Linked DNA regions of Mus musculus: regions 1 and 2 are each linked to region 3. A link is a contact called in public HiChIP or PLAC-seq and promoter capture Hi-C data. All regions are on one chromosome and are shown on one strand. Each heading gives the region's core, a stretch centred on a gene start, on an enhancer-like site or on the middle of the called end of the contact. The rest is flanking DNA. Distances are from core to core; before and after follow the strand shown.

Evidence for each region. Promoter capture Hi-C pulls out the DNA fragments that hold promoters and counts their contacts. HiChIP or PLAC-seq counts read pairs in DNA pulled down with a chosen protein or histone mark.
Region 1: an H3K27ac HiChIP or PLAC-seq map of embryonic stem cells shows a contact between it and region 3, with 6 times the contacts expected there. The contact joins the promoter of Crx here to the promoter of Zbtb45 in region 3. A contact is called at or near these places in 1 of 39 promoter capture datasets (cranial neural crest) and 1 of 115 datasets of contacts at active chromatin or transcription factors (embryonic stem cells).
Region 2: a contact with region 3 is called in a promoter capture Hi-C map of hippocampal neurons, with 6 times the contacts expected there. The contact joins the enhancer-like site here to the promoter of Zbtb45 in region 3. A contact is called at or near these places in 5 of 39 promoter capture datasets (the C10 cell line, cranial neural crest, hippocampal neurons and 2 more) and 2 of 115 datasets of contacts at active chromatin or transcription factors (both in embryonic stem cells).

The regions. Positions count from the first base shown.
Region 1 is chr7:15,878,061-15,881,703 of GRCm38.p6, forward strand. It overlaps Crx (cone-rod homeobox), which reads right to left and starts at 1,895. Exons shown (of 4, transcript NM_007770.4): 1 at 1,756-1,895.
Region 2 is chr7:15,961,007-15,964,505 of GRCm38.p6, forward strand. It overlaps Ehd2 (EH-domain containing 2), which reads right to left. Exons shown (of 6, transcript NM_153068.3): 2 at 2,901-3,360; 3 at 2,374-2,471. The coding sequence starts at 3,304. Among named protein-coding and RNA genes, the nearest start is that of Ehd2, 4.8 kb to the right of the region's middle. Within about 2 kb of position 1,830, at least 160 of the 459 cell types and tissues checked have an H3K27ac peak or open chromatin away from gene starts, as enhancers often do. A contact at or near this core is called in hippocampal neurons, where this site is marked.
Region 3 is chr7:13,008,594-13,012,455 of GRCm38.p6, forward strand. Zbtb45 (zinc finger and BTB domain containing 45) reads right to left here and starts at 1,259. Exons shown (of 3, transcript NM_001360833.1): 1 at 1,043-1,259.

The sequences.
Region 1 (3,643 bases), core at 645-3,144, 2.9 Mb after region 3:
ACTATGTTGAGCTGGCATTGAACAGAAATTAGCAGCCACATTGGCCTCAAAATGTTCAGCTCAATGCAGGAGCTGGACCTAGACCCACACATCTGTAGCAAATGTGCAACTTGGTGTTCGTGTGGTTCTTCTATCAAGTGGAACAGGGGCTGTCTCGGTTTCTGTTCCCTGCCATTGGATCCCCTTCCCCACTGTTTGGACTCCCTGGATGAGGCTCAGTGGGTCAGGATGTTCCTAGAACTGCTGAAATGTCCCAGAGTGGGGTGGTATCCAAGGGAGTCTCCCCTTCTTGAGGGAGAAGGGGGAGGAGAAAAGAGAGAAGGGATATGTGAGGAGGAAGACAGGAGGGAGAGGAGCTGTGATCCAAATGTAAAGTGAATAAAAATATAAATAGTTTTGAAAAAAGAGAAAAATGTTAAGTGTAATTTTTTTCCCATTTGTATGTGAGCAAATAGCTGTGTAGAACATGTTAGCGCTTATCTTTTGACTGAGCTACAGCCCCAGCCCGTGTTTTAACTAATAAACAATCTAATAGGACAGGGATCCATCCTGTCAACAGTCAAATAGCACCCAAGTGCCAGGCAGTGAAAAGAACCAGCGTTCTCCAGGGAGAGATGATCTATGTATTGGTATATACACAAACGAAGAGGAAATCTCAGGGGCCACAGGAGGGATCAACCATAAAGACACTTGCCACCAAGCCTAAAACCCTGAGTTTGATTCCTAAGAATCAAACATGGTGGAAGCAGAGAACTGACTCAGACTCCAGCAAGTTGTCATCTGACTTCAACAAAGGAGTCAGAAGACACACACACACTAAATATATATGCATGTATACTTATATAATGAATATATACCTTACAAACAGAGAAGAAAAATCACAAAGAGTTAAAAAAAAAAACAAGCGGGAGCAGTAGTACACGGGATCAGGAGTTCAAGACCAGCCTCTGTTACGGAACAAGTTCAAGACCACTCTATGCTCCAAAAGACTCCCTCTCAAAAAACATAAATTAAATGTAAAAGGTTTCTTTCGGGGGAATGGGGAGAAGACTCAACAGATAAAGCACTGTCTGTGCATACGTGAGGATCTGAGTTCAGAACCCCAGCACCCAGATAAAAGCTGGGCACACTATAACCCCAGCATTGGGGGAACAGGGACAAACAGATACACAGGGCTCACTGTCCAGCCAGCCTCTGCTCCACAGGGAGATCCAGGTTCAGTGAAAGACCTTGTCTGAAATAGGCTGGGTGTGGTGGTGAACACCTTTAACCTTAAGTACTTGGGTGGCAGGGGCAGGAAGATCCATCAGATGAAGGCCAGCCTGGTCTACATAGAGAGGTCTAGGAAAAAATAGCAAATGGAAGTATTTAGGAAGACAACCAGTATGTCTATCTCTGTCCTCCGAGGTTGCTCTCTCACATGGACACACACACACATTGTAGACATACATACACACAAACACATGAACATGCTCACACACCATGGATGTGTGCTTAGATGAGACATTCCACCTCTGAATGTCCTCAGAGTATAAAATCCATTCATCCTAAAGCCACTCCTGGATCCCAACAACTAGTCCCCAACTGGTATGACTTTACTCCCTCCTATCATGGTCCTAAGTGACCTGTTTCCCTGAACACCTGCTGGAATCTCTACCCTATGTTAATCTGTTCAGAAAGCATCACAAGACCCATCTTCATGTCAAACATGGGTGAGAATAAAATATTCTCGCAGCCTCTCCTGGAAAGACTCACCTTTGGAAAGGAGAAATGGGGACTCTCCTGGATGTTCAGGTACTGGATGGTGTCATCAGACAGCAGAGGCTAGAGGAAATAGGTCCCCTCACACGGGGCGACTTTAAGCCTGGGCTGGGAGTGATGTCATCTATTGTGGCCTGGATCTGGAAGGGTAATCCCAGGGAAGGTGGGGGACTCACTGGGCAACAGGAGGTGACATTGGCTGGGGGAAGGGCACCGTCTGCTTAATCCCACCACCCCCACAGTGACATCTTGGCAATTAGGGTTGATGAAGAAGGGAGGGAAAGCCCAACTCCTGCCTGCAACCAGGAGCCCCCACTTCTCAGGGAAGTCTTTCCTTGGGTCTAAAGGGTATTCCTCCAGCTTCAGCTACTATCTGAAAAGAAATGTCTTCAAAAGCACAGAAAGAAGTGTACAGTGCTCCTGGGAGACAGAAAAGAAAGGCACAGGACTTCCTGGGTTGTTCTTTGTGGCCCAGGCTAGTATTGAACTTTTAAGTCTTCTGACACAGCTAGAATAACTGGGAAGAGAGATCTGTGACCCCACTGAGTGAACTAATTCAAATGTGTAGTTCTTGATGGTTCTCCCTTTTTCTGCCTCAGTTTCTCTCTCTTTCTCTGTGCCTCTCTGTCTTTCTCCCTTCTTCCCTCACTTCCTCAGGGCTCTCTATATCTCTGTCTCCCCATTGCTCTGTATCTTCTCCATTGCCTCTAGTCTCTGCTTCTCTATCTTCATCACTATTTCAGACCCTGCCTCTCTGAGTTTCTTTGTGTCTTTGTCTCTATGCCTCTCCCTGAGTTTCTATGTCTCTGTCAATCTCTGCCTGTGTCTCTGTTAGACTCTCTGTCTCCCACTGTCTCTCTGTCTCTCTGTTAGTCTCCATCTGTGTCGGACTCTACCTCTACTCTCTGTCTCCCGCTATCTCTCTGTCTCTGGCTGTCTCTCTGCAGCTCTGGTTCTGGCTCTTTTCCTCCCTGTCTCTCTTTCTCTCTGTCTTTTTATCTCTGAGTGTCTCTGTATGTCTGACTCTTTCTCTCTGTGTCTCTCTTGTTTAGATTTGTTTATTGATTATACATACATGGATATTGTGCCTGCACCCACGTGTTCACACACAGTGAGTGCCTGATGCCTGAAGAGACCAGAAGAGGGCATCAGATGCCCTGGACCGGGAATTACAGGTTATAAGCCACCATTAAGTATTGAGAATGGAGCCCTGGTCCTCCTGGAGAGCCCCAGTGCTCTTAACCACAGAGCCATCCCTCCAGCCCTTCACCTTGTCTCTGACTCTGTCCCTAGTTCCCTTTGTAAGGCAAGTTTGCATTCTCTCATTGTCTCCCTCTGTGTCTCCCTCCTTTGTCGTTCTGCCACTGTCTGTGGGTCCCTTCCTGGATTTGAGACCCTTCTGCCTGTCCACCTAAGCCTGAGGCTACAGCCTGGTCTCAGAGCCTCTGCTTGCTTCCTGCAATCCTTGAGCTGAAATGAAGGTTCCATTGCTACTCCACGCATACACATCTTCCTGCCATCTCTCTCTCCCCCTCAGTAATTCCCTCCCCCTCTGTCCCTCCCCTCATCTCTCTAGGTATTAATATCACTTCGAGTCCCATTCCCCACTCAAATTGGTTCTGCTTCTCTAAACACCGGGCCGTGCACTCACAGGCACACACAGCCACACGCACACTCTAATCCCTGCTCACCACTGGGTCACTGCTTGTCAGGAGGGGACCTCCCCTCTGTCCCCTATCCCCAGCCCCCTGCTAGGAGAGATTAGGGCCTCTGGGCCAGAAAGGGAATCAGAGCAGATCTCATTAGTAGAATGACACAAAGGAGGAGTTGTCTGACGCTCTCTGAAGCTTGACAGGAGGCTCAGGCCCACGTTTTTGCTCAG
Region 2 (3,499 bases), core at 580-3,079, 3.0 Mb after region 3:
GGGAGGTTGAGTCAGCATGGGAATGGAGACGTGGCAGAGACGCGATGTTCACCCAAGAAAAACAGTTCTCCTTGCCCATCACCCAGGCGCCCATGCAGCTAATTTAACCCTTCTCAGAAGTCCCTACAGCATCCTCCCCATTCTCAGGCAGGAAACCGAGGCACAGAAATACAAGGTGGCTTGTGTAAGTTATAGTTTCAAGGAATAAAGCCCTGGGGCACTGGTGCATGCCTGTCATCTCACTGCAAGAACCGCTGAGGTAGGAGGATTGCTACCAGCTGGGGGCCAATTTGGAACAGATAGTGAGTTCTAGACCAGCTTGAACTACGGAACAAGACTCTGTGTCAAAAACAAGGAAATGAAAAAAATATATATCAGAGTCCAGACTGGAGGTGTGCCAGAGAGACACTCCAGGCAACAGTCACACCAGGGCAAGCTTCCCCAGGCAGTCAGCCACACTTCTGCCAGTGCACACCCAGCATCAAACAGCCTGGATACATCAGAGTCTCCTGGAGCCAGACACAGGCTCCCAGACACGTATTTATGTCAGAGTCTGGGACCTGCACAGATATGGGTATGCCATCACAAACAGAGAGATTGGTGCACTCTCTAGTATGGAGACCCGTTTGAACACACACTGTGCTGCAGTTATTACCGTGATGTCCAGGCTGGCCTCGAACTAGTCACAATCCTCCCGTCCCAGCTTTCTCAGCACTAGAATGTGCACTGCCACATGAGTTAGTTCTCTCTGGCAATTTTACACCTTTCAAGATGCACAGTATAACTCACACAGACGAAGACAGATTCAGACATGCATGTGTATGCACGTGTGCACACACACTTCGTAAGTCATGTAACTCACTGATACAGCCCCTGCATAGAATCCCCCAGGGAGGGGCTGAGGGCATGGCTCAGTGGTAGAGACCCTGCCTAGAATCCCCCAGTGAGGGGCTGCGGGCGTGGTTCAGTGGTAGAGCCCCTGCCTAGAATCCCCCAGTGAGGGGCTGGGGGCGTGGCATGCTTGTCCACTGTGTTCAAGGCACCAACACTGCAATAAAACAGCTTCACAGTATCCCTCTATGTCCCCCTGCCCCACACCTTCTCTCCAGATCACATAAAATCACAACTAGTCACAATTAGAGGTACTTCCATCAATTCACACTACTTCAGAGTCATGGCTTCCATGCACGCCTGTCAGCACACACCACCACAGACAGACACACAGCCCACACCCATCACACACTACTTTTCCCAGGATTTCCCCAGTTCTCACCACCCCCACAAGTCCCCCTGGACAGACAGGCTCCACCTCCTATGCCTCCAGGGCCAGAGGAAGGGGATCCCCATCCCCACCCTTCTTCACCTCCTGTGGAAGCTGGGGCCTTGGGCTCCCTCCATCATTTAGGCCCAACCCAAGGGCTAAGCACACCAGGAATTCCTCCCCGCTGCTCCCCCCACCTCCAGCTGGCAGAGCACTGCAACCGTTTCTGCAGCTGCCTCCTGTGTTTCTCCCTCGGGGCTGCTCTGCTGGATAGCGGCCAGGGGCACTGGCACTTTTGGAGCCAAAGCCCTGCCCTGGCCCTGCCTCCCGCCTGGCCTTGGGTCCCCTCTGCCCCACACTGTTGCCTCCTTTGCCCTAATTCCCTGGCAGAGACCTAGAGATGAGGGTGGTGTCAGGGATGGACAGAGGGGCTTTGGACCCAGATACTGGAATGGGGGAGGTGTGGGGGAGGGGACAGAGACTGGGATAGGAGCGGGACTAAGAGGGTAGGCAGAGTGGGTAGGGATGTGCTCACTGGAGGCTCTGCTGGAATTTACTCCCCGCCGCTCCCCCTGCACAGCTGTTTATAAATTCCAGGCCAGGTCTTGGCCCCCACCCAGATTCTCCCTCTCAGCTTCATCTGTGGCCCAACCTCTGAGCCAGGAGCTCAGAGGGACAAGCATGGGGCCCAGGGCCTCCCTGCCCAACCCTGTCTCTTCCTGGACTCTGAGTATCTCCTGCCCCTTACCCTCAGTTTCTGTCCCTGTTCTTCTCTTTCTTTCCACCCTCCTGGCCCGCCCAGACATGTGGCAGCAGCCTGTTCGCATGTGTTCACTCGTGTCTCCCCGCCCTACCACCAGTCCTGTGGAAGGAATGCCTGTCTTCTGTAGCTCCAGTTGCCTGCAAAGGGACAACCAAAGGAGGCCCCAGTCTCCTCTATTAAATCTAAAGGTGAAGGCTCTGCCCACCTCCTGTACACAGTGAAGTCCAGGCCTAAGCCTCCTCCCTCAGACCTGTGTGTATAGACACCAGCCTCTTCCGCAAGACACGAGTGGGGCGGGGGGGGGGGGGGCGCAGCCTCCTCCCTCAGCCTGGGCTTCCTCCTCACTCACCACGGCTCACTCTCTGTTTTGCACCTGATAGGATGCCAGGCGTGTCGATGATGCTGATGCTCTCCAGGACCTGGTTGGGGAGTTGGGCGCACATAAACCTGGGATATGGGGAGACAGAAGGTCAGGGGTCAACGCAAAGGAGGGCAAAAGGAGATATGAAGAAGGGACACTAATGGTACCATAAAGAACGGTAGGTGCAGAGGACAGAAGTCCAGGAAAGAAGAAAGTCCAGAGGCATCAATGGATTTATATAAAACTATCTGTGTCTAGGACTATCCCAAATCACTACTGTTGTTACCTTCATTTTCCAGATGAACATAAGAGGCACAGAGAAGTTAAGTCACTTGAACAAGGCTGCCCAGCACTCAGCGGCAGAGGCACAATTGGAGCCCAGGCCCCAATAGGGGAGGGGGGCAGGCGCAGGAAGGGAAAGAAGTAGGCAGAAAGAAGAGTATCGGAGCTGAGAAGGACAGAAGTATTCTGAGACAGACGTCCCTCGCCCCCCTCCTGGCTGGCAGTTTCCACACCTGTTGAGAAAAGTGTTTCCAAAAGGGTTGAGTTTGCGGAAGGGCTTCTCTGGGTCCACAACGAGAGCATTTCCGGGCACGGTGCCCTCTGTCTCGCCATGCATGACAGCCACGAAGCAGTCGGTGGTGGGCTCGGGACCCACGCGGGAGCCAGGGACTTCCTGCTCCAGAAGGTACTGGATGAAGCTGGTTTTGCCGGTGCTATACTGGCCGGCCACCAGCACCATGGGTTTGCCGTCGAAGTCAGCATCTTCAAGGGCCGGTGAATGGAAAGACCCAAAACGGTAGTGTTCCTCCAGGGGAAGAAGTTTCGTGCGATACAGCTCCTTGAGGGATGAGGTCACGGTGCGGATGGCCTCAGGTCGCTGGCCCCGGGCCCCGCCCTTCTTCAGCCAGCTGAACATGGTGACTTTCGATGCCCACTGGGTCACCCAAGGAGACTACAAGGTGGAGAGCTCACCTGCCAGAAGAGGGGGGAACACAATGGAAGACTGCTAGAGTATGGCTATAGATACTGGGAGGAGCAGGCCGAGCCAGTGATAGGAAGACGGAGGGGGAGGGGCTAGCATGAGACTGTCTGGGTTCAAGAAGAGGAAGTG
Region 3 (3,862 bases), core at 9-2,508:
GGCCTTTGCAACCTTGTTTCTTCTTTGCATCACCTGAGAGGTGCTAACTTTGGGCTTTGAAAATGCACCAGTGATGTGAAAGGCCAGCAAGCTGAAATTCAGTGTTGTTTAGCAATCCCCATAGTTCTTATGAACCCGAGACTATCATCCTGGCACTAATCATACTGAGGGAAGACAGATTCTTCCATCACACACACACACACACACACACACACACACACACACGCACACGCACACACACACACACACACACACACACACACACGCCCTCCGCAAAGGAGCTGGGAATCAGAATTGTCAGTTAACCCATCAAGCAAATATCTCCAGGTCTCTGGGCCTGTTTCCTTATTCAGCAAACAAGGGTGTTTCCCTTGGATCAGATTGCATACACTGCTCTAAGGGAAGAGAATCAAGATTCAGGATTCGCCCTGACCACCAGCCTGTCTCTCTAGGACAGACCCAGAGCAGGGCCCCATTTAATCCTGCCCCTTACAAAAGGACTACTGAGATCTCAGACTCAACGATTCTAGATCCTTAACACAAAAACACCCTTCCCTTTCTCTCGGAGTATTGCACACATTGTGTCAGTTACCACTGGCCTGGCCTACTGGAAGTCGCCATGCAGGGTCCCTTCCACACTCCCACCTCCAGGCCTTTCCCTCACGTGGCCGCCAGAGGGAGCCTGCGAACCGGGTTTATCTGGGACCTCTATGATGATGAATTAATTCTTCAAACCCACCAAGGCTTTGAACCTGTCTCTGCCAAGCGGCCTCCTTTTTCAAATAATATGCCAACCCATAACTCTTCCTCAACCCCATCCATACCCTACTTCTCGAACGCCCGGACTCCTCAGATGCAGCAGAACCTTCCTGAATGCCTCAGAACAAAGGCACACTCTCCCACATCTCCTACAGCATTCTCGCTACAACTCCCTCACCCATGCCATGCACCTTGTTCCATCAGCCTGTCTCACTCCCACCCTATCTATGCCAGAGTCCCCTTCAGGCCCGCTACATCTACCCCCAGTTTCCCGCCTCCGCACCCTGCCCCGATCCTGCAGCGCCCTCTTGTGTTCGCAACGTGCACACCGATCCTCACGCAGGCGTGCCGCTCCTGGCACGCCCCAGCCTTCTCTGGGACTCTGAGGCAGGGGGATGCCCGCTCGACCCCACCTCCGACTCCTCAGGCAGCAGGTCCTGCAGGTCCTCCTGCTTGTCAACTTGAAGGCCGCACTTCCGGGCGCTGAAGCGGAACAGATAGCCTCGGCACAGGCGGAACGATAGTCGGGAGCACGTTTCCGGTGTTCCTCTTTAGACTAGGCAGTCGTTGAGCAGAACTTCCGGTCTGGTCCGCGCCACAACCAAAATCGCAGAAGCTGGGGACCGAAGAGCTGGGGATCAGTAGGCAGAAGGAGCAGGAGTCCGTCGTCTCCAGGCTGATCCGAGCGAGCTGTCAATCACTCCTCGGGCCACGCCCTCAGTACTCTCAGCGGGTCTGGAGAGGGCGCTGGATGGAATCCAGAGGCTTTTTTTTTTTCTCCCAGGTGGCTTTTCTCTTACACGGGAAAAGTTTCTCTCTCTCTCTCTCTCTCTCTCTCTCTCGATTTATTTATTTTCTATTTATTTTATGCGAGTACATTATTAACTCTCTTCAGACACACCAGAAGAGGGCATCAGCTCCCATTACCGATGGCAGTGAACCGCTGAGCCATCTCTTCAGCCCCGAGAAGTTTCTCTTGAGTCACTTCTGCTCGCACCCCAGATGAAGAAGCTTTGCAGAGCTTCCCTGCAGTCATCTAAAGAACACAGGCCCACCTTCCCAAGGAAGCCTCCTCATTCGGTGCTCCCACCTCACCCCACCCAGACTCTCGGGAATTCGCTGCTCTATAAATGAATGGTTGAAGAACCCCAGCTTGGCCACAGATCAGAATAGAATGTAGGACACGAAGTGGGCTCGGAAGTAGTCAGATACCAAGGAGCAGGGACTAAGTGCGTAGAGGGAGAGAACAGCCAGAGAGTTGTCCAAGCGGGGCTCCTACGTGGTCCTTTTGTTGTCCAAGACACCCATGAACCAAACCTCTCAAGTGGTGGGTTGGCCTTCCCTTCCCCTCTGTTCTTGGGGCAATCAATCAACCACTATGTAAGGCAAAAGAGAGGCATAGAGCTCTGGGCCTCCGTGTGAATGGTACTGAGGAATCTAGTGGGTGGTGCCGCATGAGGAAGATGTCAGGATGTTTTGTTCCCCATCCTGGACCCATGCTGGGTAGCTGTGTTGTATGTGTGTTTGAAAGTCTGGGGAAGCCAGGCGGTGGTGGCGTATGCCTATAATCCCAGCACTTGGGAGGCAAAGGCAGGAGGATCTCTGAGTTCGAGGCCAGCCTGGTCTACAAAGTGAGAGTTCCAGGATAGCCAAGACTATACAGAGAAACCCTGTCTCGAAAAACCAAAAAAAAAAAAAAAAAACAAAAAAAAAAACCTCAGAGGTTGAGGCAGGAGCGTCAGAAGTTCAAGGTCACCCCCCAGATATCAGAGTTGAGCCCAATCTGGGTTACATAGGATGCTATAGGAGGGGGGGGACCCTCAAAATTTAACAGCTAGGAATGCTTGTAATCCTATTACTTGAGAGGGAGAAGCTGGACGAATGGGAGTTTAAGACAGCCTCAACCATAAGAACCTGCTTAGCAAAACAAAACAAAAACAATAAAAAACACCCAAGTAAATGAGCTGGGACAATTGCTTGCATGCATGAGATCCTGGGTTGAAATAATTAATAGCAGGCTAGAGAGATGGCTCAGCAGTTAAGAGCACTGACTGCTCTTCCAGAGGTCCTGAGTTCAACTCCCAGCAACCACATGGTGGCTCACAACCATCTGTAATGGGGTCTGATGCCTTCTTCTGGTGTGTCTGAAGACAGCTACTGTATACTCATATATACATTAAGGAAATAAATCTTTTTAAAAAGAGAGAGACAGAGGGGAAGGAAGGAAGGAAGGAAGGAAGGAAGGAAGGATGGATTAACAGCAAAATGACAAGCATAATGGTCTGGCACCTTTATCTCTTAAGATTCTTAGCCCAAGAAAGAGATCTTGCGGGCTGGAGAGATGGTTCAATGGGTAAGAGCACCTACTGCTCTTCCGAAGATCCTGAGTTCAGATCCCAGCAACCACATGGTGGCTCACAACCATCCCTAATGAGATCCGATGTCCTCTTCTGGTGCATCTGAGGACAGCTACAGTGTACTTAGATATAATGATAAATACATCTTTTTTAAAAAGAAAGATAGATAGAAAGAGACTTTGCCTTCGCCCGCTAAATCACTCCCTTCACACTGGACAGCCTTTCTCTTTGCTCATTTCTCCTCAGCAAATGGACCCTTCTCTGTGCCCATGTGGTTCCCTCACATTTTTTTTTTCCTTTTTTTTTTTTCTGGTTTTTCGAGACAGGGTTTCTCTGTATAGCCCTGGCTGTCCTGGAACTCACTTTGTAGACCAGGCTGGCCTCGAACTCAGAAATCCACCTGCCTCTGCCTCCCAAGTGCTGGGATTAAGGCTTGCGCCACCATGCCCAGCTTCCCTCACCTTCTTATTAGATTGCTATGCCACCAGGCTCTCCTTATCTTGAGGCTTCTTAATCTTCTGTCATGTAAATTGTATCCTCCATCTTGGAGCCTCCTATAGTAACACACAGGCACAGCCCTATCCTGGGCTGCCTTTGAGCTTTACATTATAGGCCTATAAGCATCATCAAGTTAATCTGAGAAGAAGGAGTTCGAAATCTAAAACCATCCTCCCAAATCTACCCAGGGTGGCACATGCCTTTAACCCCAGCACTCCTGAGCAGAGGTGGGCAGATCACTGTGAGTT